Regions from separate parts of the Mus musculus genome. Here regions 2, 3, 4, 5, 6 and 7 are each linked to region 1. The links are chromatin contacts, called in public Hi-C, HiChIP or PLAC-seq and promoter capture Hi-C maps. All regions are on one chromosome and are shown on one strand. Each heading gives the region's core, a stretch centred on a gene start, on an enhancer-like site or on the middle of the called end of the contact. The rest is flanking DNA. Distances are from core to core; before and after follow the strand shown.

What was found. Promoter capture Hi-C pulls out the DNA fragments that hold promoters and counts their contacts. A called contact is a pair of places that touch in the nucleus more often than the background predicts. HiChIP or PLAC-seq counts read pairs in DNA pulled down with a chosen protein or histone mark.
Region 2: a promoter capture Hi-C map of second pharyngeal arch cranial neural crest shows a contact between it and region 1, with 6 times the contacts expected there. The contact joins the enhancer-like site here to the promoter of Ptger4 in region 1. A contact is called at or near these places in 14 of 39 promoter capture datasets (the 3T3-L1 cell line, the C10 cell line, the HPC-7 cell line and 7 more), 2 of 484 Hi-C or Micro-C datasets (bone marrow-derived macrophages and cranial neural crest), 9 of 115 datasets of contacts at active chromatin or transcription factors (the SCID.adh cell line, bone marrow-derived macrophages, embryonic hindbrain and 5 more) and 2 of 9 other capture datasets (adipose tissue and pancreatic islet).
Region 3: an H3K4me3 HiChIP or PLAC-seq map of bone marrow-derived macrophages shows a contact between it and region 1, with 13 times the contacts expected there. The contact joins the enhancer-like site here to the promoter of Ptger4 in region 1. A contact is called at or near these places in 19 of 39 promoter capture datasets (3T3-L1-derived adipocytes, the C10 cell line, the HPC-7 cell line and 15 more), 100 of 484 Hi-C or Micro-C datasets (the AML12 cell line, the Ba/F3 cell line, the C10 cell line and 59 more), 34 of 115 datasets of contacts at active chromatin or transcription factors (the 230-238 cell line, DN3 thymocytes, the NIH/3T3 cell line and 23 more) and 4 of 9 other capture datasets (adipose tissue, embryonic stem cells, liver and 1 more).
Region 4: a contact with region 1 is called in an H3K4me3 HiChIP or PLAC-seq map of bone marrow-derived macrophages, with 5 times the contacts expected there. The contact joins the enhancer-like site here to the promoter of Ptger4 in region 1. A contact is called at or near these places in 16 of 39 promoter capture datasets (the 3T3-L1 cell line, 3T3-L1-derived adipocytes, the C10 cell line and 9 more), 1 of 15 datasets of contacts at CTCF or cohesin (embryonic stem cells), 21 of 115 datasets of contacts at active chromatin or transcription factors (the NIH/3T3 cell line, bone marrow-derived macrophages, embryonic basal ganglia and 13 more) and 1 of 9 other capture datasets (pancreatic islet).
Region 5: a contact with region 1 is called in an H3K27ac HiChIP or PLAC-seq map of embryonic stem cells, with 5 times the contacts expected there. The contact joins the enhancer-like site here to the promoter of Ptger4 in region 1. A contact is called at or near these places in 10 of 39 promoter capture datasets (the 3T3-L1 cell line, the HPC-7 cell line, embryonic stem cells and 4 more), 2 of 484 Hi-C or Micro-C datasets (B cells and bone marrow-derived macrophages), 16 of 115 datasets of contacts at active chromatin or transcription factors (the SCID.adh cell line, embryonic limb bud, embryonic stem cells and 7 more) and 2 of 9 other capture datasets (embryonic stem cells and macrophages).
Region 6: a Hi-C map of bone marrow-derived macrophages shows a contact between it and region 1, with 14 read pairs. The contact joins the enhancer-like site here to the promoter of Ptger4 in region 1. A contact is called at or near these places in 14 of 39 promoter capture datasets (the 3T3-L1 cell line, the C10 cell line, the HPC-7 cell line and 10 more), 1 of 15 datasets of contacts at CTCF or cohesin (the NIH/3T3 cell line), 1 of 484 Hi-C or Micro-C datasets (bone marrow-derived macrophages), 19 of 115 datasets of contacts at active chromatin or transcription factors (the 230-238 cell line, the NIH/3T3 cell line, the SCID.adh cell line and 12 more) and 3 of 9 other capture datasets (bone marrow-derived macrophages, liver and macrophages).
Region 7: a contact with region 1 is called in a promoter capture Hi-C map of embryonic stem cells, with 13 times the contacts expected there. The contact joins the enhancer-like site here to the promoter of Ptger4 in region 1. A contact is called at or near these places in 4 of 39 promoter capture datasets (cranial neural crest, embryonic stem cells and liver), 1 of 15 datasets of contacts at CTCF or cohesin (the NIH/3T3 cell line), 3 of 484 Hi-C or Micro-C datasets (bone marrow-derived macrophages, embryonic stem cells and macrophages), 24 of 115 datasets of contacts at active chromatin or transcription factors (the NIH/3T3 cell line, the SCID.adh cell line, bone marrow-derived macrophages and 13 more) and 4 of 9 other capture datasets (embryonic stem cells, embryonic trunk, liver and 1 more).

What each region holds. Positions count from the first base shown.
Region 1 is chr15:5,242,642-5,245,852 of GRCm38.p6, reverse strand. It overlaps Ptger4 (prostaglandin E receptor 4 (subtype EP4)), which reads left to right and starts at 1,666. Exons shown (of 3, transcript NM_008965.2): 1 at 1,666-2,170; 2 at 2,658-3,211. The coding sequence starts at 2,155.
Region 2 is chr15:6,153,446-6,156,516 of GRCm38.p6, reverse strand. No RefSeq gene overlaps it. Among named protein-coding and RNA genes, the nearest start is that of Gm23139, 3.6 kb to the right of the region's middle. Within about 2 kb of position 1,651, at least 16 of the 459 cell types and tissues checked have an H3K27ac peak or open chromatin away from gene starts, as enhancers often do. A contact at or near this core is called in second pharyngeal arch cranial neural crest, where this site is marked.
Region 3 is chr15:6,063,961-6,067,236 of GRCm38.p6, reverse strand. No RefSeq gene overlaps it. Among named protein-coding and RNA genes, the nearest start is that of Gm41259, 21 kb to the right of the region's middle. Within about 2 kb of position 1,931, at least 1 of the 459 cell types and tissues checked has an H3K27ac peak or open chromatin away from gene starts, as enhancers often do. A contact at or near this core is called in bone marrow-derived macrophages, where this site is marked.
Region 4 is chr15:6,236,871-6,240,041 of GRCm38.p6, reverse strand. No RefSeq gene overlaps it. Among named protein-coding and RNA genes, the nearest start is that of Gm16311, 71 kb to the left of the region's middle. Within about 2 kb of position 1,666, at least 44 of the 459 cell types and tissues checked have an H3K27ac peak or open chromatin away from gene starts, as enhancers often do. A contact at or near this core is called in the NIH/3T3 cell line, bone marrow-derived macrophages, fibro-adipogenic progenitors and 2 more, where this site is marked.
Region 5 is chr15:5,989,806-5,992,967 of GRCm38.p6, reverse strand. No RefSeq gene overlaps it. Among named protein-coding and RNA genes, the nearest start is that of Gm41259, 53 kb to the left of the region's middle. Within about 2 kb of position 1,402, at least 9 of the 459 cell types and tissues checked have an H3K27ac peak or open chromatin away from gene starts, as enhancers often do. A contact at or near this core is called in embryonic stem cells, epiblast stem cells and stem cell-derived epiblast-like cells, where this site is marked.
Region 6 is chr15:5,949,604-5,952,602 of GRCm38.p6, reverse strand. It overlaps the pseudogene Gm49095. Among named protein-coding and RNA genes, the nearest start is that of Gm41259, 94 kb to the left of the region's middle. Within about 2 kb of position 1,507, at least 8 of the 459 cell types and tissues checked have an H3K27ac peak or open chromatin away from gene starts, as enhancers often do. A contact at or near this core is called in bone marrow-derived macrophages, where this site is marked.
Region 7 is chr15:6,028,476-6,031,782 of GRCm38.p6, reverse strand. All of the region lies in intron 2 of Gm41259 (predicted gene, 41259), which reads left to right. Among named protein-coding and RNA genes, the nearest start is that of Gm41259, 15 kb to the left of the region's middle. Within about 2 kb of position 1,337, at least 17 of the 459 cell types and tissues checked have an H3K27ac peak or open chromatin away from gene starts, as enhancers often do. A contact at or near this core is called in embryonic stem cells, regulatory T cells and trophoblast stem cells, where this site is marked.

The DNA.
Region 1 (3,211 bases), core at 417-2,916:
CGACATCAATGGTGACAGCAGACTCAAAAACTGAACATCACCACTGACTTTTTTTTTTATCAGCTAAGAATGCTTTCCCTTCTGATGTTCCTGATGAAAAGGCTTGCACACGAAATGTATTTTGATACCCACATGTTCCCTTATACAAGTAAACACAATTCTGAGTACTTCTCTAGGCTGAAGTTAGTTGAAATCGTAAAATCTTGGTTCTCTCACTACTCGTTTGTTTCTGAGGCTTGCTGAAGAATCATAAATTCTTGGCAGATTTAAAAAAAAAAAAGATTTATTTATGTGAGTACACTGTAGCTATCTTCAGACACACCAGAAGAGGGCATCAGATCTTATTACAGATGGTTGTGAGCCACCATGTGGTTGCTGAGAATTGAACTCAGGACCTCTGGAAGAGCAGTCAGTGCTCTTAACTGCCGAGCCATCTCTCCAGCCCCCATAAATAACAGTAGAGGCATACCTACTTGTTTCACACAAGATTCAAGCCACCTAGTTACCCGGTTAGATGCTAAGCATGGAGTGAGGTTTTTGTAAGAAGTTGAATTGTTCAGAAAACCATACTACAGTCTCATTGTGTAGTTTTTAAAGGATCTGGTGACAGGGTTTTAATTGCCCCCTGGTGTTTTCCGATCTTAAATTCTGTTTTTTAGGAGAATAGTTGATAATTAAGAAATGATTGTTCCTCATCAAAGAAGAAGCCGAACAAACTATAAACCAAAGAATAGGGAAAGGCAAATAGACCTTTTCCGAGTTAACAAAGAGGCAACGCCTGGAAATTCGTTAATTTGCTTGAATTTCAAACCCCTCTCATCCCGCAGGTGAAGATGGCTAGCAGAAACTGAACAGGAAAGCACTTGTTTCAGCCTTCCTGAGGAAGAATGCTCTCTCTCTACAGTTAAACAGTCCCCCTCAACTAAATCTCAGGTGTGCCTGTGGGCCACAGGTCTCCAAAGAAAGCCCTAAACTCTGCCATCTAAGTGAGAAGTTGCAGTTCCGTGTTGCTCGCCTTCCTCCCCGCCTCCGCTTTGGTGCCCTATTGAGCGCAGCTAGGGCACTGCCAAGTAACTCCTTTTATGGTGAGAGGATGGATTCTTAGTCGCCTCCCCGCCCAAGCCTGGTACCTACTCACCGTGCCTCTGCCAAGTCCCACCCGGAGCTCTCGGGCGTACACACCCACGGACAACCACACACCCACTTTTCCTCTCCGCTCTGTGGCTCCCGGGTAGAGCCCTAAAGCAATTGTCCCGACATCTCAAGACCCACATGTTTGATCTGTGGGTGGAAGATGCGAGAATTTAACCACTCTAACCCGCAGAGCAATGTAGACCAGACACAGGTCCCAGCATCATTCCCGCTAAATGCCCAGCTTGGGAGTGGCGAAGCTCGAGCTGGCGTTTCCTGGGGACTCGATCTGGGGGGTTTCGGTACCTTCGAGGGAGGGAAGGCACTGAAGCTGCACCCGCAGCCGGGTGGCACCCCCGCAGGTCCCTCCAGACCTCCGCAGCTCTCCGCCCCGCCCTCCATCACCGGGCTCCTAGGCGGTGCTAGAGGAGGTCTCGCCCCGCCCCCTTTCCAGATCAGCCAATGGAAGCCCGGGCCGCGCTATGACTGTCTCCGCCCCCTCCGGGGAAACTTGCGGGAGGAGAAAAGTTTGTTCAGAGGCTGGAGACGCCGAGAGCGAAGCTCGAAACCCGGCAGCGGGAGAGGAAGATGAACGGCCTCAGGTCAGAGCCCCAGGCCCAGTGGACCCCGTGCCGCCCCCAGAGCCCAAGGAGCGGCCTCAGCGGCAGCCGCCTTCTCCGGTAGCTGTCCGTTCAGCCCGCTGCTGGGGAGGAGGGAGCCCGGACCTACGCTCTGTTCCACCTGCACGCGTGGCGGCGACACACCTGGACGCTGACCTCCCGCACTAGACCTGCGCGGGCCCTGCAAAGCTGAGACTCGCCTTTGAAAGGAGGAGGCGTTAGTAAATCAAACAAGAAACCCCAGACTGGTCTTCACCGACCCATCCCGCTAGCCTCTCTGGCTTTCCAAGCTTTTTTGAAAGCAAGATACTCTGACCTCAGTTCCGGAAAGTTGGCAGCCACCGAGCCCCGGTTCCGAGACAGCAAAAGCTTGACAAGTTCCGCACTGCGTGGGAAGAGACTGATGGCTGAGGTTGGAGGTAGGTCCTGAACATCTGAGGCCTGAGCCTTGGGCACACCGGGCTCCTAACCCCACCCTACAGGTAAGTCGGGATGGAGGTCTTTGCGTGTTCAGGCGCTCTTCCGGGAAACCAAAGAACAGAATGTCCCATAGTGTCCCAAAATGTCCATAACTTCTTTCGATGAGCATTTTATCCATTCTGTGGGGAATATCACTAGGGAGTCACTTTTCCCTTGAGAAGGGTCTTGCTCATCTCGGCGAGGGAATGAGCTGATTATGGAGCGGTGGGGGTGGGGATAGGCGGGAAATAAATATATTAATGTCAGCAGAGCGGTGCTCTTGACAGAACGGATCCAGACCTTGGGAATTTAAGTAGTCACAGTTAATGAGTAGCTACCGATGAGGAAGTTGGATCTGGGTGCTCTCCTTATCTCTGCGACACAGCATTTTGGCCATGGGTCGAACACCTTGCAAGTGGTAAATGGCTCGTTTCTCTTTCTCTCTAGGTACCATTCCTAGATCGAACCGTGAGCTCCAACGCTGTGTGTTACTAACCACCACCATCATGTCCATCCCCGGAGTCAACGCGTCCTTCTCCTCCACTCCGGAGAGGCTGAACAGCCCGGTGACCATTCCCGCAGTGATGTTCATCTTCGGGGTGGTGGGCAACCTGGTGGCCATCGTAGTATTGTGCAAGTCGCGCAAGGAGCAGAAAGAGACGACCTTTTACACTCTAGTATGTGGGCTGGCTGTCACTGACCTTCTGGGCACCTTGTTGGTAAGCCCGGTGACCATCGCCACATACATGAAGGGCCAGTGGCCCGGAGACCAGGCACTGTGTGACTATAGCACCTTCATCCTACTTTTCTTCGGTCTGTCGGGTCTCAGCATCATCTGTGCCATGAGCATCGAGCGCTACCTGGCCATCAACCACGCCTACTTCTACAGCCACTACGTGGACAAGCGGCTGGCCGGCCTCACACTCTTCGCCATCTATGCATCTAACGTGCTGTTCTGCGCGCTGCCCAACATGGGCCTGGGCAGATCCGAGCGGCAGTAC
Region 2 (3,071 bases), core at 402-2,901, 910 kb before region 1:
AATAGACAAGATCAGAAATATTTCCTTATGTTATATTTTAGTTAAAATATTGTATGTGTAGAAAAGAGAAAGAGTCTTAAAAGCCACAGGTGAGAAATGCCAAGTCATATACAAAGGAAAGCCCATCTCAACAGCAGATTTTTATATAAAAACTCTAAGAACAATCAGGGTATGTAACTGTTCATTTTAAGCTCTGAGAAACAATGACTCTCCACCCAAAACTTTCAACTCCTTCATAAATGAAAGAGAATAAAATCTTTCAATTTTGATTAATATTAGCAAGTCAGTATTACAGAAGATATACAAAAGAATCGTATACTGAAAAAATTACATATCCTTGAGATTACAGGAACTAATAAACTGGATTAGAACAATAGATAAGCAAATGAAAATTAGGAAAGTACCAGTAAAAAAACAGGAACTAATAAATACCATTAAATAATAACTGAATACTGTCTCCAGTCTCAATAAAAATGAAAGTCCGAAGAATGGATTAAACATCAGGAACACAGCATTTCCTGTCCGAAAATAATGAACCTCACTGTCAAAGACAAACATAATCTAAGAGTTAAAGGGGAGGAAAAGGACTTGTAATCAAGCAAACAGAAATAGGAAGCAAACAGATCCAGCTACATAGCTATCTGACAAAGGAGACTTCAACACTAGTCTGAAGAGACCAAAGTCATTACATACTAGGAGAACAATGAGTTATGAGGATACTGCATTTTGACTATATACTATAAAACAAATGCTACTGGATATAAAGGCACAGATTAACTGTAATAAAGAAATAATGGATGGCTTCATTAGCCCAGGAACAGAAGGACACACACACACACACACACACACACACACACACACACACACACACACACGAACATAAAGTAAATCTTAGCAATCAGAAGAAAATTGAAAACAGTCGTATGTTCTCTGTGATTAGAATGGAATAAAAGTAGAAACAGAATCCTTCTCAACAATAATTTTGGGAAAGTTGAAGGTCCATGTAAGCTAAAACTAGATCCCTGCCTTTCACTTGGCACAAAAATATGTTAAAAATGGATCCGGCACCTTATAGGGAGACCTGAAATTCTGAACCTGTTAGCAGACCACACTGGAGAAGCATCTCAAGGTATAAGCAGTGGAGAGGGTTTATGGAAAGGATTCCAGTTGCTCGAGGTGAAGGAACATCTATATGTTGACAAATGTGACTGCATGAAATTACAAAGTTTTTGCTCAGCAAATGAGAACAAAGCTCGACTCAATAGAAAGGTGCATAAAAAACATCACCTGATAATGTTTAGCAATGTTACTCCTTAGTAAGCAGTCAAGCAGCTAAACAATAACTCCTTAATGCATTTAAAGCAAGAAGTAGAATAGTTCGATTCAGAAATCTTTTTTTTTTTTTTGCCAAGAAATCTGTGTGGCCCGCTCCCATGCCAACTTGTATAAAGCTTACTCGTATTTCACGAAAAAAATGCTTTCAAAGTTGCTTGTGCGTGGAGATCACACAGTATCTGGCAATACTCCTGGTAACTTGAGTGGTTGGATCTGCGAGTCAGCACACCACGCGGAAGGGACCACACTGACAGCCGTGACCTCAGCAAGGAGGTAAAACTAGGGAGAAATTGCAATGTTGACAAGCGAAGCAGCAGTATCAGTAAATTGCTGGGATTCCTTTGCAGAACACAAACATCTCTGTAATGTATTGTCTGGTAATGATTAAGAATGCTGCAGTTGGACTTTTCAGTGTGCCTTAGAAACTTAGAGAGAGAGAGAAGGAAAGTTGGGTATGAAAAAAACCCCACCTGAATTGACATGAATGTTTTAAAATATTTTCCTGTATTTTAAAACTGATCATATAAGAGGTTTATACTTACCCTGACCTTTTAAAGATGGCTGTGTCTTCTGAGGAATGTCTTTCCTGGTCCTTAGGCTGGTGAGGCCTAGGGTAGTCATCCTATTCATTATCTCTTGGTTCTCAACCTTTGGTGTAGCCCGGAAGGCACATGTAGAAAGGTGCCAGAACTCATGGATGTTAGATACTGTTGACACTCAAAGCTTGATCCAATTGCTTCTTTAGTCCCTTTCCTTGTGGATTTTGATGCTAGGCTGCCTTCTAAGTATTGATTATAGTGTTTTCTGCCATGTGTGGCTTTTATCATGGGTTCTGGGGATCAAACTTAAGGCCTCGTGCTTGCACAGCAAGCGATTTACCAACTGAGCTGTCAGGTCAGCCCCTCTTTTGTTTTCAATTAATTGGGGTCAATTTTTGTATCTCTCTTAAGATGAACAGTCTGAATAAAACTACCCATCACAGCTATGATAGGAGCTCAGTGTGTTCTTTTTTTAATTTTTTTTAATTAGGTATTTATTTCATTTACATTTCCATTGCTATCCCAAAAGTCCCCCACACCCTCCCCCACCCACTCCCCCACCCACCCACTCCTGCTTCTTGGCCCTGGCGTTTCCCCTGTACTGAGGCATATAAAGTTTGCGTGTCCAATGGGCCTCTCTTTCCAGTGATGGCCTACTAGGCCATCTTCTGATACATATGCAGCTAGAGACACGAGCTCCAGGGGGTACTGGTTAGTTCATAATGTTGTTCCACCTATAGGGTTGCAGATCCCCCCAGCTCCTTGGGTACTTTCTCTAGCTCCTCCATTGGGGGCCCTGTGTTCCATCCCATAGCTGACTGTGAGCATCCACTTCTGTGTTTGCTAGGTCCCTGCATAGTCTCACACGAGACAGCTATATCAGGGTCCTTTCAGCAAAATCTTGCTAGTGTATGCAATGGTGTCAGCGTTTGGAGGCTGATTATGGAATGGATCCCTGGGTATGGCAGTCTCTAGATGGTCCATCCTTTCGTCTCAGCTTCAAACTTTGTCTCTGTAACTCCTTCCATGGGTGTTTTGTTCCTAATTCTAAGAAGGGGCAAAGTGTCCACACTTTGGTCTTTGTTATTCTTGAGTTTCATGTGTTTCGCAAATTGTATCTAAGTAAGTATTGTGATTCAAACTAATTACATATGTTAATTATTTAATAAGTGTTGTTGATTCACACATTTTTCAGAG
Region 3 (3,276 bases), core at 682-3,181, 820 kb before region 1:
TTTCCTTAGACAGGAACATGTATGCTCCAAGAGCCACACCCTTAAAGGCAATTGCCTGCAGACCTCCATTCAGGACTGAGATGTTTTAAAGAGTTGATACGAAATCAGAAAATTTTAAAGGAATTAGATTTCAGGTGCTATATTTGAAAATCATCAAGAATTGTCTTTATTTTGTTAGGTTGAAAATAAACCTGTGCTGCCTTTTCATTAAGGGATAAAGATGCCTGGGCTGCTTCTAACACAGGCAAGGTGACCCCTAAATTGATATAGGGCTCAGACTGGCTAACAGCTAAAGGGTAAATGGGTAACGGTACATTTAATTAGCTGCTACTTCCGGCTCATAGCGAAGAAAGCTAAAAGGTAAACAGGAATCGACACTAAATGAACGATGTTATTCCTTCCTATCTAGGCATCTTGAGTTCTAGGCTGACTACAAGGAAAACTAAATTATACAAAGGTTACCATGTTCTTTAGATCAAAAGGATGTAGTGTTGGCATTGAGCCTCAGGTCCAGGTCACTCTGGGAGGGGGTCAGTGTGCAGCCCTTAAGTAATAACTGCAAGGAAGAAAGCCATTGCACACCCAGTTCCTCCTCTTTTCCAAAGGGGAGTGTTTTGTCCTCCAAAGCATATCATTTGATTTGGACTCTGTTAAAAGTGCAACTCTCTATGTCCCACAAAACATTTAGTAGGAGAGGCAGGGCACTTCCCCTCCCTCTCACAATGATAAATTATAAACCGAGTATCTTTCTGTGTCCATGTTTCAATTCCTTGTCAGTGAGACTGAGCACCCACACAGTGATTGCGTCCCAGGTACACAGGCATTTCTTCCCTTCCTCCCTGTCTCTCTGGTCTCCCTTATACCTGACCTTTGGATAACTGCTCCTTTAAAAGCATTTGGGGGTAAAATAATTACATTTTGTTCCTCAAAACTAAGAAACTTGTTTCTTACTTTAAGTATTTTTTCAGTATTTAAAAATTATTCTCCAGATTGTTTGGCATACTGGGATTTGAAAAATTGATATAACTGATCAATAAAGACGCAAGACCAATGAAGTGTTGCCAACCTAGCTATGTAAGCACCCTGTCACTATCCATTGAGTCCTATTTATACTCTACAAACATCGTGTGTCCTCCCATGGGTCTTGCCTCCGGAAAATACCATGTGAGTCTGCCTTAGCGAAGCATCAGGTGAGCCTGCGTCACATGACATAACCAGGATCTTCCACTTAAATATATACATATGCTCTAACTACAGCCTGCTCAGTCTCTACGATACCTAATGAGTGCTTTCCCTCCCGCTGACCATTTGGTGTTGGATAACGAATTGTTGTGTCCTTCTTCTCTTTCAGAAGTCTTAATGTGAGATTAGAACTAAGTTTTTCTTTGTATATGTAAAAACTGTATTTTTCAATTTACTCTCAGATTTCTAGGGTAAATACAATTCTTTACTATTTGCCTTATCAAGTCAAATTAAAAATTGTTAGATTTTACTAGCTCTATTCAATTGTAGATATTATTAGCTCTATTCAAAGTATTGATTTAAGGAATCAACTATGGACTGAAATGTTACTTTTGTTTGTTGGTATTTTCAAATTGATAGTATTACAAGTTTTAAAACTTAAACGAAATGTCTATTTAAAATGTACTGATTTAAAGTTGATTTTTCTATAATTATTAATAGATAATTTTAGTAAAAACCTTTATTATCTTTAAGCAATGTGTAATTACTAATTCATTTATTGACTATCACAGAATGTCCATTCTTTATGATTCTTGTAACAAAAAGCAAAATTTTTAATAGATAAAACTACATAGTTGGAAACTGCATAACTACAAAATCAGTTTTCTGTTCAGTGGGTAAGTTCAAGGATCATACTCAGAACTCTAACACGTGCCGTGTTAAGGACTATGCTATTAAGTGACTTTACCACTGAGCCTTCTGGTGGAAGCACACTTCTGATTATGCAATGTTTTAAAAACGGTACTGCAGAGACTAGGAACATCTTAATGAAAGTAAAAGTATACTAGATAAAATATTCAAATTAGTAATATTTTGAGTATATTTGCCTGATATTTTTCAAACTGTTAGATTGTTGCTGTTATTAGAATGGAAACATATTTAAACATTATGGAAAACATATTTATCAAAATGGGCTACTGAGCAAAAAATAAGGAAATGAAAGCAAGTTTTAATATATAAATATACATTGTGTTATGCATGTTTTATAACTCAAAGTCACTGACTAATAAACATGACGGATGTATTATTACAAAGTAAGAACCTGTCTTTGATACTTATACTAATTTTTAGCTATATAAAATCCATAACTTCATGAATGTTTCTAAATTATAGTTTTGTTGGTACAGTTAGCTAGAGAGGAGGGTAGAGCATCTTAAAGCGAGATTGTTTGATTCATATCTTCTTAGTAGACACACATATGGCATGTAGACCTCAGTTTGTTCTCTTGCTTAAAGCCCTGTAGAAGGTGGGGATAGCTACATTTTGACAGCCCAGATGGAGTAGTTTGAATTCTACCCTTGGAAAGGGTTGTCTGATATGAATACTTGACATAAGAGCCTGGAGGAAGCCACGCTCACTCTACTCAGATTAGAATAACATATCGGAGCTACACGCTCCCTCTACTCAGATTAGAATAACATATTGGAGCCACACTCCCTCTACTCAGATTAGAATAATTAGATTGAGATAATTGTGTTGCTTTATTTTTTGAATAAGGGTTTTCTGCATAACCCTGGCTAGCCTTGAACTCACTGTGTAGACCAGGCTAAACCTGCCTCTGTCTCCCTAGTGTTGTGATTAAAGGTATGCACCAGCAACAGCCTGCAAGATAAATTACTTTCAAGTACTTTTTTCTTCTATGTAAAGTGATCACTTTAGCAATGATCCTAGTTAGTGACTTTGGAACTATGTCTTAATATGCCTCAATAAAACAGACCTCATGAAAATCACTGTTTAATTGATTATTCATGAATTTCCAGCTATATATTTTCATTTCCCTCTCTTGGAGAATTCAACATGATGTATTCTTTCTACCTAGAGAACAGAAGTTGAATCACTCCACAGAGGACGACTGTGTTAATTCCTTCTCACTATTCATCATTCCTCCCTCTGGCCTGCTGTGCTTTTCTACTCATCTTCATGACTCAAGATAGGAGCCGATGCCGTTGCATTCTCTCATAGCTGGAGGCCTTAGGTAGCTGGGATGTGATTTAATGGACGCTTTGGTACATGACTCAATGGAAAAATCACTCT
Region 4 (3,171 bases), core at 417-2,916, 990 kb before region 1:
TTGAGAGTCTGAGGAGTCTGTCAAAGATGAGCTAGTAGTGAGGCATTGGCCAGCTCTTACCTGCCTTATTCTTTATACAACATTATTGAGCACAAGACAAAAGAGGTCAGGTCCAGGAGCTACAGAATACTGTGTGCACACAGTCAAAGGCAATTTCTCTCTTTCCCAGAGGGAAGAAAAATGGGGGTACCCAGCCTTCCTCTCTACAATCTCTTGTGGAAGAGTACTCAGAGAACTGTTCCCTTACTCTTGATCTAATTTAGTCAGTTGCTGAGGAAAGACTACAGGTTTGCCTGCGTGTCACGGCAACAGAGGAGATCACTTTTGGAGAAAGAAGGGATGCAAGAAGCAGCAGTCACTCAGTTTAAAGCCAAAACTGGGGATTCCTGGGGTTTAACAGGATGCTACTTAGCACGTAAGTGAGTTTGCTCAATTGCCTTACCAAGATGGGGTTCCAGCTGCAAGAAGATATGGAATGCACGTGCCCAGAATTAGGACTTGAGTGGTTTGGAGATGTGAAATCAGATTTTCCAAATCACTAGGCCTAAAAGACTCAGCTCTGCTCTTCAGAGAGAGTAGAAGTCAGGGGACCTGATTCTCAGAGAGCATCAATAGCTAGCCTATGTTAGCAAATAAGTAGCAAGATTACAGGCCCCCAACAGCTACCACAGGGAGATGGAGAAAGACACAGAGATAAATGGATAGAGTGCAAGGAAGGAGAGAGAGGAAGGAGAAAGAGAAACTTTGATAGCAGCAGATGAATATGACATCTCTTTCTATTTTCTTTCTGTCTGGCCCCTCAGCTCCTGCCTCTTGAGAAGTAATACATACCTACTCCAAAATCCATGTGCTTGGAGTATAAACATTCAGAACTGCACCCGGGTCTCTGAAATAGTCCCCTGAACTGATTCAGGACTTCTATCTTTTGAAACCTCCACATCATACTCCTGCAGACATTGCCTATATGGCATCCCAGACTTATATACAAGCAATGTTAGTAACAGTTGGATGTTAGCTTTGTAAGGTTGCATTCATAGGGTTCTATAGATGCTGGAAGCAACTGAGTACCCAGGGGTAGGTGAGACTGAGAGTCCTTTGCAATGCTGATAGTCACGTAATTCTTAACTTGGCGGGGGAATTACATTGTGTGGATGTAGTGTAGGACTTCAAACACATTGGTGAACTCAGAGTCAAAGATTGGTTGTGATGATAATCAGTGTGTCTAGCTTCCCTGTCTTACTCCTCCTCAAGTTTTAAGTGGATTCAAGCAATTTGAAAACAAAGGCGTATCGAACGGTTAAGCGATTTTAGCAGCCATGACTCAGCAAGGGCAGGTACATTTGGGTGATATTTTTGCAATGGCTTTTAAGTGCTCTGGGTGTCCCATTTAGACATCCATGGGGCATCTCACTACACAATGACCTGAATAATCATGAAAGAAGGCTGGGCGTTGCACATTTCTGGAAATCTATTCAAATATCTAAGCCCCCGCCCCCTTTGGATTGAAAATGAAGCATGAAGGCTTTGTATTAAGTAAGAAATATAAATGCAACTTGTAAATGTTTCAAGTTTTAGCTAGCCTCAGAAACGATACCTAAAGTTGCCTGCATTCAGACAGCACCCAGGTCCGAGAGGCCCGGGATTTCTTTGTCATCACAGCGCCCCCTGCTGGTTCAGGATGAGACCTGCAAGACTGCTTGCCCGTTTCCCTTCAGCTTTTCAGGGCCTCTGGAAACAAGGCTGGAAAACATTATCCTCAACTGAACCGTAGCCAGGAAAATCTCAGGAGGGAATTCTTTCCTGACATAAAATTAAACCTGGCTTCAGCATATCTGAAGAGGGGAAAGAAGGAAAACTTACTGTTGATGTTTCTTGGCTTGAGATTTTTTTCTCCCCCTTGTTCTTAAAGCAACATTATTTTTAAAAGCTGAAACGAGACGTGCCATCTGCCAATTTGGCCTGTCCCTCCATTCCCTTCAGTTCACATTTCACTGTCTTGTCCCAGTCCGTCCTTTTGCCCTACTCCAAAAAAAGTTGTTTAAGTGAACAAATGCTTTTCAACTCATCAGTAGGAACAAGTGGAGAGAGTGTCTTTACCTCGCACAGCAGGGAATCTGGCCTTAAAAGTTCCACAAAGTTCCAGGGATTGCGTCACCGATGTGGTAGCTTTAAACCACTGACTAACCAGGTCTGCCCATAATCTGACCAACAGATCTCTGTCTCTTGAGAAGTGGCTCAGAAGCACACGACCCTCAGCAATAGATGTTCAAGGGCGGACTGGGTGCACTGCTGAGTTAGAGCCAACAACTTGAAGGTTAAAGAGCGGGAGGGGAGGGCTTTTCCTGCCCGCCTGTTCCTGTGCTAGATGGTGCAGTGGTTATGTGATCTAGTGATTATATATGATCTAGTAATTATATGATCTAGTAAGGCTGAAGACTGTCCACTCAACCCCTGATGTGTCATGGTGTTAAAACAAAATCAAGCAAAACAAAACAATAACAACACACCTGCACGGGGGTATTTATGACCTGGGAAGTGAGACATTCCTTGTATTTCAGACATACTTGCCAAGTTAGTGCTAATCTGCGGTCATCTCTTTGTCTGGCATGACTGTTTTATTTATTTTTTCCCCTCCCCATCAAAAGCTATAGTCTGACTTATCACTCATCGCTGCCACCATTAAATAATAACAGGCAGTGTCCACTGTCCTGTTTTATTGCTTCAAGAAGAAAAAAAAATCCTGTCCTTGTAACGTTGTCGTGACACTTCTATCATGAGTTGGATAACTATTTGCAAGAGGCTTTTAATAACTTTTTATTGTGTTTCACGGGTCAGTTTGTCTGCCCATACACCACTATCAATATGCCTTCATTGATACTTCATTGGATCACTTCCATCACGGGAAGGGCAGCGCCTGGTCCTCACAGGAGGATCCTTGCTCTCACTGTGGATATGCTTTACCCATGTTTGACAGTCGGCCATCACTTCCTGTCTGGACCATTCAATATTCTCCCTTCTCCCCATGCCATACCGACGTTTACACTGGCGATAGTGTAATGTAAGTCTAATTAAATAGTAAGCATTTGCATTTTATCAATTTCTTATTGGTGGTAGATTGATCTATTCTTACTAACTGTATAGGCTTCCTTTCTACAAAGCGAGGATATATCC
Region 5 (3,162 bases), core at 153-2,652, 750 kb before region 1:
GGTATGTTTATGCCTTTACCCAAAGGTTATTACCCACTGGGTTATTCATTTCTACTCATATGTCTAAAGACTGTTTTCCATCATTTTCTTTATCTTCTAATTTATCCTAATTATAATTGTTAATTTTCTATTATTTGACTTTCATAATATCTGTTCAGTATTGGCAGAGTTTCAAAAGATTTATACCAATTTTCTTAAGAATAAATTTTACCTAAATTACAAGCCTGTAAAAAAATTTTTTTCTTGGTCCATCTCATCCCTGTCTGCTGCAGACCCTCTAGATCCCTTTGTCTGCATGGAACGGGTCTCTGGGGCAGGTGGGCAAAGCATTGGATGAAATGACAGACAGATGCACACAAGAGAGGTTGTGTAGAATCTGAATGTAATGTTTCAGGTCGAGCATCAAACTTTTTATACCAAAGAAATAACAAGAAACCAGGCAAAATATAATCCACCAAGTTACAGTGACGCAATACAAAAGGAATGTATACATCAAAAGAAGGTGGGGACCAGGCTGTTGCTGCAAATGAAGGGAGCCAGGTGTAAACTAGTCTATTGTAAAACCTACCACCAGGGGTTCTGCACTAGCAGACCTTATCATGAATACTGCAATTCCCCAACACCCTATTTCCTGGGTCTACAGAAGAATATACCAACTTGCTTCTAAAGTGAAGCTTGCTATACCTAGCTGTAGAGAAGATCCCTGTCTCAGTGGGATTCCCTAGCTCTATTATTCCCTTGTTTGGGTGAGAATTGCTACTGTCCTTGGTAAAAATTTTGCAGACCAGCTCTGAGCTACTGTCTTTGTAATGCTTAATTAGTAACTGAATAGGTAACTTCCTTTCTGCATTCCTGCTGGATTTCAAGCTCAGATTTCAAGCTTGCAGGCTTCTGGGACCTTGGAACAATGGGGAGGCTTAATTATAACAGAATTTAATCTTAAAAGGCGTTTGTAATAAAATATTAAAAGAAAGCTCGTAGATCCATACACCAGACTAACGTGGGAATAGAGTATGAGTATTTGGGTAAATGAGAACGCCAAAACTCCAGGAGGTGAGCTTCCTTGAAACTCTCTGCCTCGTGAGTGGCTTTTAGGCTTCAGAGCCTGTCAAGTCAAGCTACTCAACTGGAGTGCATGGCACCTGACATTTTCTGTATAGAAATCATGAATTCAGTAAGGCTTGCTTCCCCATCATCTCCTACTAATACCATCTTTACTTCTGTTTCTAGGTCTCAATATTTATTTACTACATTACAGTGATGCTGGAGGCCTGCTCTGGATTAGGGAAAACACAGGTGTGAATTGGGACAAAGCTTTAGACAAAGGCCAAATACTGATGATCTCCAGTCTTTTAACTCTCTAACTATACTGGAAGGTAGAAGCTGATGGCTTCTGGAGACTTAACACACTGTTGCTTATTCTGTGGCTGCCCCTCCCCTTGGGATTAACACCTGCAGCTTAATAGCAGGGGTCTGAGAGGATTAAGTAAAGAAGTTTTTATTCTTTTCCTCTTTCAGGTCCTGGCCCAGGCAGGAGTGAGGCAAGGAGTTCCCTAAATTTTTGTCTGATAAAGACAGCTTCAGAAAGTCAACTTGCAGAAACAGGCACTCACTTTTAAAAGAGGATGAATCCTTATTTCTGAGGGGAAAAAAAGGAAAACTGCTTTCTATCCCTAAATAAAAGAAGACTTGTGCTAAGAAGAACCTGTCCCTGTCTGTTCTTCTTATTCTTAACTTTTATATTTTCTCAGGATACATGGTCACATGGTTTTGCAAGCATCTAGTTTTTAAAAGTTTCATGATAAATTCAAAACAAAAATTTAAATTATAAATTGAATAAGTAGTCACAGTAGAAATGTTTACATATATTTCCATAGAGACTATGTAATTAAACCTTAACTGTCACTAGCTTCACAGGTTCATTAAAAGTTTCAAACAATAATTCTTATGTCATAAGTTAGCAAGGTTTTGTCAAGAGGCATATCATCTGCCTTGGGTCTCATTAGTTTTGAAGTTTTGTATAGAAAAATTCAGTCAACAATTTTATTTTCTGGCCTTGTACCTATAATAAATTGTCTATTCCAAGTTTATGACCTTTAGTTATCAGATAATAGTTTCATGGCTAGCCTAGAAGGAATGTTTTCCCTGATCATCAAATTACTCTAAGCATGGTTTCTATCCTAGTGCAGTAAGCCCAGGACACAGGAAGGTTTACAGAGCCCTAATTGTAGCTTTTCTATAAAGGTCTTAAAATTACTTGTATAAATTTAGTAACTCTATAGAATCATTAATAGGAATTTTGAAATCATCATAATTTGTCTACATAGCATTGTTACACAGAGTACATCTTCGTTGATCTGCAGAAATTCTGCCTTGTAGATTGGGTTAATGCCCAAGCATTATTAGACCTAATAATATAGCAATTATTAACTTAATAAGAACAGAAAAGACTTATTAACAGCAAGAATCAATCCTGAGGTAGGTTTTCTGAAAGCCTTGCAATTCAGAGTTTATCCATTACAATGATGCAAAATGATAGACCATCTCCAGGAAAATTACTTGTTAGTATTTGTCTCTCCTAGATGGCTTATGATACCATGAACTATTTGTCTAATTCTACTACAGTTGACTAACTCAAACCGAATTTTCAAATTAAATTACATCGTGTTTTTGCAGCTTTTCGTGTTTTTGCAGTTTTGTGTTTGTGATGTTTCTGATGACAGCACACAGGTTTCTCTTTTCTCTGTCTTTAATAATACTTTTGTCTAGTTTTCATGGAATTAAGCTCTTTATTTTTTTCCTATCAATGCGGTGCCTCTTAAGAAAGCAATGTCACAGTTTTAGGAAAAATACTATTTAATTTCAATTAATTCATCTTTAAACGTACTCACATCCTACAATCTATTCAGGAAGATGGAACTCTTACAAACTGAGGTATAGGGCCACTGCCAATGACCATGTCTCTGTGGCCTCTTCAGCATTTGCAGCGATTTACATTTAATAATTTTAGGTAGGACTTAGACCTTATTTTATGCAGTCTTTCCCTCCTTCTGCCTTTGGTATCATCCCCCTTATACTCTTAGGTGAATTCTTTGATTCAGAGCATTCCAAATTCTTACTAAAGGTTCAGGACACCCATAAGCCTTAATTTTTCCATTTGAA
Region 6 (2,999 bases), core at 258-2,757, 710 kb before region 1:
CCAGAGAGCCTTTTCCTTGAGGCCAGGATCACCCCTATCTGCCATAGTCCATGGCTCACAAATAACATTTTGCCTTCAGTCAAGAAAAAAAGCAGAGGAAAAAGAAGGCTCATTTGAACTCGAGCCCCAGCTATGTTCTTCAGACTGTAGTTCCATATCTACTCTTTTATCTAAGAGACAGCCCCATCTCAGAACCACAGTGCTTAAATAACAAAGTGGCCCTGGAAGAAAAATGGTATTTAAGGGGATAACATTGCATTTGGGTACATTGCAGCCATTGGACCCCTTGGTCTGGGGAAAGCAGCTGGATTTGAGCCAGGGAGGCTGCCCACCCTAGGAAATGGGAAATAGGAAATGCCTACAGGGCCATTCATCCTTGGAAAGGAAGCTGGGTTAAGGCCCAGGGTCCCCGTTGGTCTTGCAAAAGGAGCTGGGTTGATACCCACAGGGCCTGCTGGAGAAGAGCCCAGGGGCCCCGCAGCTGACCTGGGGAAAGCAACTTGACCTAGGCCTAATAGACCAGCAGACCTTGGGAAGGCAGCTGGACTAGGAGCCTGCAGGCCAGAGGCCCTTGGAAAGTTAGCTGGGTTGGAGCCTAGTAGCCCAGAGGCTCTTGGGAAAACTGCTTGATTTGAGCCCTGGAGGCCAGCAGACCTCTGAAAGGTACCTGGATTTGAGGCCAATGTGCCAGAAGACTGAGAGAAGGCATTTGGGTTCAGTCCTCCTGATCCTGTCCCCCTTGGAAAGACTCCAGCATTTACCCCCACGGGGCCACCTGGTCTTGAGAAATGAGCTGAATTAGGACCCATAGGGCCAGGAGCCCTTGACATGGGAGAGGGATTTGGCCCTGGAAGGCCAAGTTCTTGAGAGCTAGGACCTTTGTTTGGACCTATGGGACCAGGTACTCTTGTCATGGTGGGCGGGTTTGTGCCCATGTTTCCAGAAGCTTGGAAAAAAGAAACGGAATTTGTCCCTAAAAGACCTGCTGCCCTCAGGATGGGGGCAAGATCTAAGCCTTGAGGTCCAGCCATTCTTAAGTTAAGACCAGATCCTGTACCCAAGAGGTCACCTGCTCTGTTGTCCAGATTTGGGCCTGGGCCTACGCCACCAGCTCTTGGGTTGGGCCCAAGACCTGGTTCTAAGCCACATGCTCGTGGGTTCAGCCAATGATTTATATTCACCCTAAAAACTCCTTTCTACTTTCCAAGGTTCATCAACCCCCAAAAAGTGTACACACACAAGCTGTTTCACTGAGTATCAGTAGAGAAGGCTTTCATGTAATAAAGGCTGTAACACTGGACTCCTCACCCCACCCTGTTCTAGCCTCTGCTTCATCCTTCCAGCCCAGTATGCAGCTGCACCTTGACACCCCGAGGGAGAAAGTAGAACATGGAGCCACATCTTATTGATGGTCAATTTCTTCAGTGAAACCCTGATCCAGGCTGTGTCAGATGTCAGAAAAGGGAACTATTTCAAGCCTGCAGACTTATGCAGCGTATTATGCAATAACTGAAAGTGATAAATAAGGATTTCATGGGATTTTAGCAGATGCTGCAACATACTTCAAAGAAGCAGTTTATATTCTCAGCAGCAGGAAATCAATCAGCATTTTGTGTGCCTCACATCTTGGTCATCTCTTGTTTTGTCAGTTTCGATTTTGATATCTAGTGGGTTTGCATGATATTTTATTACAGGTCTTGGCTCAATTTCTTACTTTCTGTGGGTTTTCAGGAGTCATCTTATCTGTCCTATCAGTAAGGAAAATCCATTAGCTATGAAAGCAGTGGCGCTTTCTAGAAGATTAGATTTCATTTTAAACTGAGGATATCCGATCTGCAACCTTATGCTTGTCTTCAATATTCTTTATGCATGTAGACAAAGAGAATCAAGATAAACTTGAGGTTCAAAGTAGCATTACAGGACACCACTATTAAATTAATTAATATGCTAATGTCACACTGGTCATCTTTAGAGAAATAGAAGTTTGAATTTATTCAATATCCCTTTTTAAAATTGGAAGCTATTTTTTGCTATTATTCTCTAAAATCAATTTATGGTGGTAATAGTATTGTCATAGTACATAATGGTAAATATTTGATTAAGTATACACCTATTAATCATTAATGGATAAAACTAAAGTGAAATGTTATACTCAGGCTTTTAGACAGAATGAAGATCTTCCTTTCTTAGATTTAACCAGCTTTCTCTTTCCTTCTCTCCTTCTTCTACCTCTCTTCTCCAGAACTAAAATTAAAGCAAAAGCAATTCCATGACCAAACGCCAACAGTCTTATGGGTATAATTTTTATTTTATCATAAGGAAATACTATAATGGTATTTTTTGCAAACATCCTAAATTAAGTGTTAGTAATTAGTCATTCAAATAGGGTAATAATAACTATTTGTAATTTAATTGCGATTAGTTTATGGTGAAATGCCTTTGTCTTTTTATAACTCAAATAAATAAGTTTAAAAGATCCTCTTAGCATTTCATTCAATTTATTTTGTGTGTTTGTTTTATTTTTCCAAGAGAAAAGGTTCCGAAAGAGTTGCTAGAGCATAGCAATGAGCGTGTTAGATCAGCATCTACAGGTGCCCTGAAGAATGAGAACGTATTGATTACAAATCGAGTTTCCTTTGGCTACTTTTTCTCTTTTATAAACAGTTCTTCTTTACTGGTACTGTTATCATGCTTATTCCCCTGCATCCTTTTGTATCAGGTATTAGACTTATTGTAAGAATAATGAAATCTATGTTTTAATACTCAAGTATTTCCTTCCTAGTGGATTATATAGATCCCCTCCTACTACAAAATCACATTAATGTCTATTTTTATCACAATAATTTTAAACATTACATCTACCCACATCAAAACTTCTATCTGAAGGTGTTACAATTTGAGGATCAGGTATTTAAGAGAAGAATGGTGTTACAGAGTGATTGGCTACTTGCCCTTTCTATTAAATGTGCCTAGGTGTGGCTCTGTGCATGGGAAAGCCT
Region 7 (3,307 bases), core at 88-2,587, 790 kb before region 1:
AACTGTGCAGCTTATAACTGATCAAGGTTCTGGTTGCTATATTTCAAATGTATTAGCATATTTGTGTAGAAGATACACCTCTCACGAGCTTCTCTCAATTAATGGACTAGGCAGGCTTAAATACTAGAGTCTCTCCCTGGGAGATATATGAGTGTCAAAGTTTACCTAAAAGCATCCATAGGCTTTATTGCCTGTCTGTACATAGAGAGAGCTATACTACATAACCTAAAATCTCTCTACCTAACTCATATTTATCCTTCCTCTCTCAAATGGATTGTGATATTACAGGCTTTCCATCCTAGCATTATTCTTTATTTTCCCATCATTGTCATATCCCCTAATCACTCTCTTACATGCCTAACAACATAAAAGCCATACAAGAAAACAGCTAATGAAATAGATTTGCAACTAGCTCATCTTCACCATAGGGGGTAGGAAACACACCCTCTTGTCACTGCTTTTATCCACAGATCATCTTAGGGAGTCTTAGTGGAGAAAATGAAGTGGCAGGTATGATAAGTAAATTGATTTAAAACACTGAGAGATGAATGGTGTGCTGATCAATTTTTGCCTACCTGAGACAAACCTAGTTATACTGAAAGACCCACAACGTGAGGACTCCCCCACGTTCTGACTCGGGAGAGGCGACACCCCAAAATCACCAACGAGAAATGTTCTTGCTGCAAATTGCAAGAGGATTTTTATTCGAGAGTGCTCTCGGGCCCACGGTCATACACCACGCAGGGGTAGAGGACCGTGGCGCCCCGAGTAGCTGAGTAAGGGGGTATTTAAAGGAAAAAAACCACAACTCAAGGAGGTGGGAAGGGCGTTGTTGGAAAATACCAAAAATACCAGTTAAGAGTCACAAGGAAGTGTAAAGTTACAAGAGTCACAAGGAATACCTGGTAATTGTTAACTCTCAAGACAGTTTCTAAGAGCCCCTAACAATAGCACATTTGCATTGCAGGTTCCAGTAATGGTCAGGGTGACTTTCTTTGAATTAACACTCTTTGAACCCAGGAAGCGGGTGGGTGGAGGAAGGAATGTCTCGCTATCTGCTTTATGATTAGCATACCTTGGAGCACTGAGTTTACTACTCTTTCAATACCAAGGAAGAGGAAAGTGCAATTGAAGAATTGCCTGGCTCACCACCCCCCAGAAACAACAACTCAGTGAAACTGACTTCCTCTTTTCAGCATTTATTCATTACAAACAGCTTCTTACCTTGGGGTGAGCTTTTGCATTGGCTTCCCATTCTCTGTGCTACGTGCCTGACTAAAGCTTAGCCCTGACTGGCAGTCACGGCTGGAGAAGGTAGTCTGAATGTTAAGGGAAGAGAAGTGTGATCATCACCGTCTCTCAGCTACAAACCCTTCCATCTACAACAGCAACCCTCCTGCAAGATAGAGTAGTGCAGTAGAGTCACAAATATTCTTGGAAGTAAACAACGACTACTTTGATCAGATTTAAGGTCACTCTATGAGATGAAGACCATACATGACACTGTTAAAGTAACCAAAAACCTGAAACTAGATAGGTAACAGGCCTAGGGAAAAGCCTACTCTATTACTCTACTAAAATCTGTGAGCATTCTTGCAGGGGGTCGGGGGACATGCTGCTTGGCAAATGATGTAAGATAACTGTACACATTTCCCTCTTTGGATAGGTGAGTATGGACTGTGTAAGAAAGATAGTTGCTCCAGGCAGTGGTGGTGCATGTCTTTAATCCCAGCACTCAGGGGGCAGAGGCAGGTGGATCTCTGAATTCAAGGCCAGAATAGTCTTTAGAACAAGTTCCAGGACAACCAGAGCTATACAGAAAAATCCCGTTTTGAAAAACAAAACATAACAACATGATATAACAAACTAGAAGGAAGAAAAGAAGGGGGAGAGAGAGAGACAAAGAGAGAGAGAGAAAATAGAGACATGGAGACACAAAGAATGAGTAAGCCAGAAAGAAACAAGAAAACAATGAAAGAAAGGGGGGGGGGGAGGAGGGGGGAGGGGGAGAGCTGAGTCTGAGAGAAAGTCACTGGTCTTTTTTTTTTTTTTTTTAATCAATTCTTGCCTAAAGGTTCCCACACTATTTTCTTCCTTGTTTTTCTTTGATGGTAGACTGAAACCTGTCAGTGAAATAAATCTTTTCGGCCAAACGTTGTTCTTGGTCAGAGTTTTGTCACAGTCATAGAGAGCAAAGGGAACAGGTAGCTACGATCAGAGGAGAATTGGCAGGTTCCTGAAAAGATCTACAGATCATATTAAAAGGAACTGAAAAGTGTCTGCCTTGGAAAAGCAGTTGTTGTGTATCCAAAGGGCCACATGAAGACACTCTTCTCCTTTGTAGCATGAGGACAAGCATAGCTGGATGTCAGGCTGAGCATAACATTGTTGAGTAACAGTGTTCCAAGAATAAAGGAAGTGCACAGCAGAAACTATTCTTGTCTGTGAACACAATGGTCCTGGTGGGATATACTTGAGCCCTAAAATACACACTGGTGACATCTGCCTGGACTCCCAGTGTGGAAAGGTTCTGGAACTTGGCAACTGTTCTAGAGCCCCTAGCTTTATGAAGAGGTTGCCTATTCCTCTCTAGTAGAAACTAACAATCATCACAGAAACAGAATATACTAATGCCTTTCTCTGCTGTGAAGCAACAGATATCTGTTTTAAGTATTGTCACCCTTGTTATCCCTACAGTATTAAGTTCCAGCATTACGTGGAGAGAGGACACACATGCCTGTTAAAGATATCTCACATCAAACGATTGGCAAGAATGCATCTCATATTTACCAACAGGAGGCAGAATAATATTCCTGATGCTGATTTTAAGAGTGCTTTGTAGTAAGAGTGGCCATGAAAGAATTCTTGGGGTCACTTTCTCAGGACACAGTATTTAGCATCCTGGCAAAGACTACAGTTAGGCTGAAAAAAAAAAATCAGTCTTTAGAAGCTTGGAAAAAGATGATCACAAAATTCACAAGTAAAAATGCCTGAGTTTCTTTGGCATTTAGCCAAGGCAATAATAAAGCAGCTGGAGTATATATTCATGTTAGAATGCATATACTACAAGGGGCCAGGATATTCACATCATGTGTTCCACAGGTAAACCAGGAGGGATACTTCACTCACACAGCCTGTCTGTAATGCACTATTGAGAATGGCACTGAAGTTGCTATGATGATCTGTGATGAAGCTTTAACACTGGCCAGGAGTGATGCTAACAATAGTCATACACAAGAATGATTCATTAGTACTTCAAAAGGACCCAAGGGGTTGAAGGGGTTTGCAGTCCCTTAGGAGGAATAAT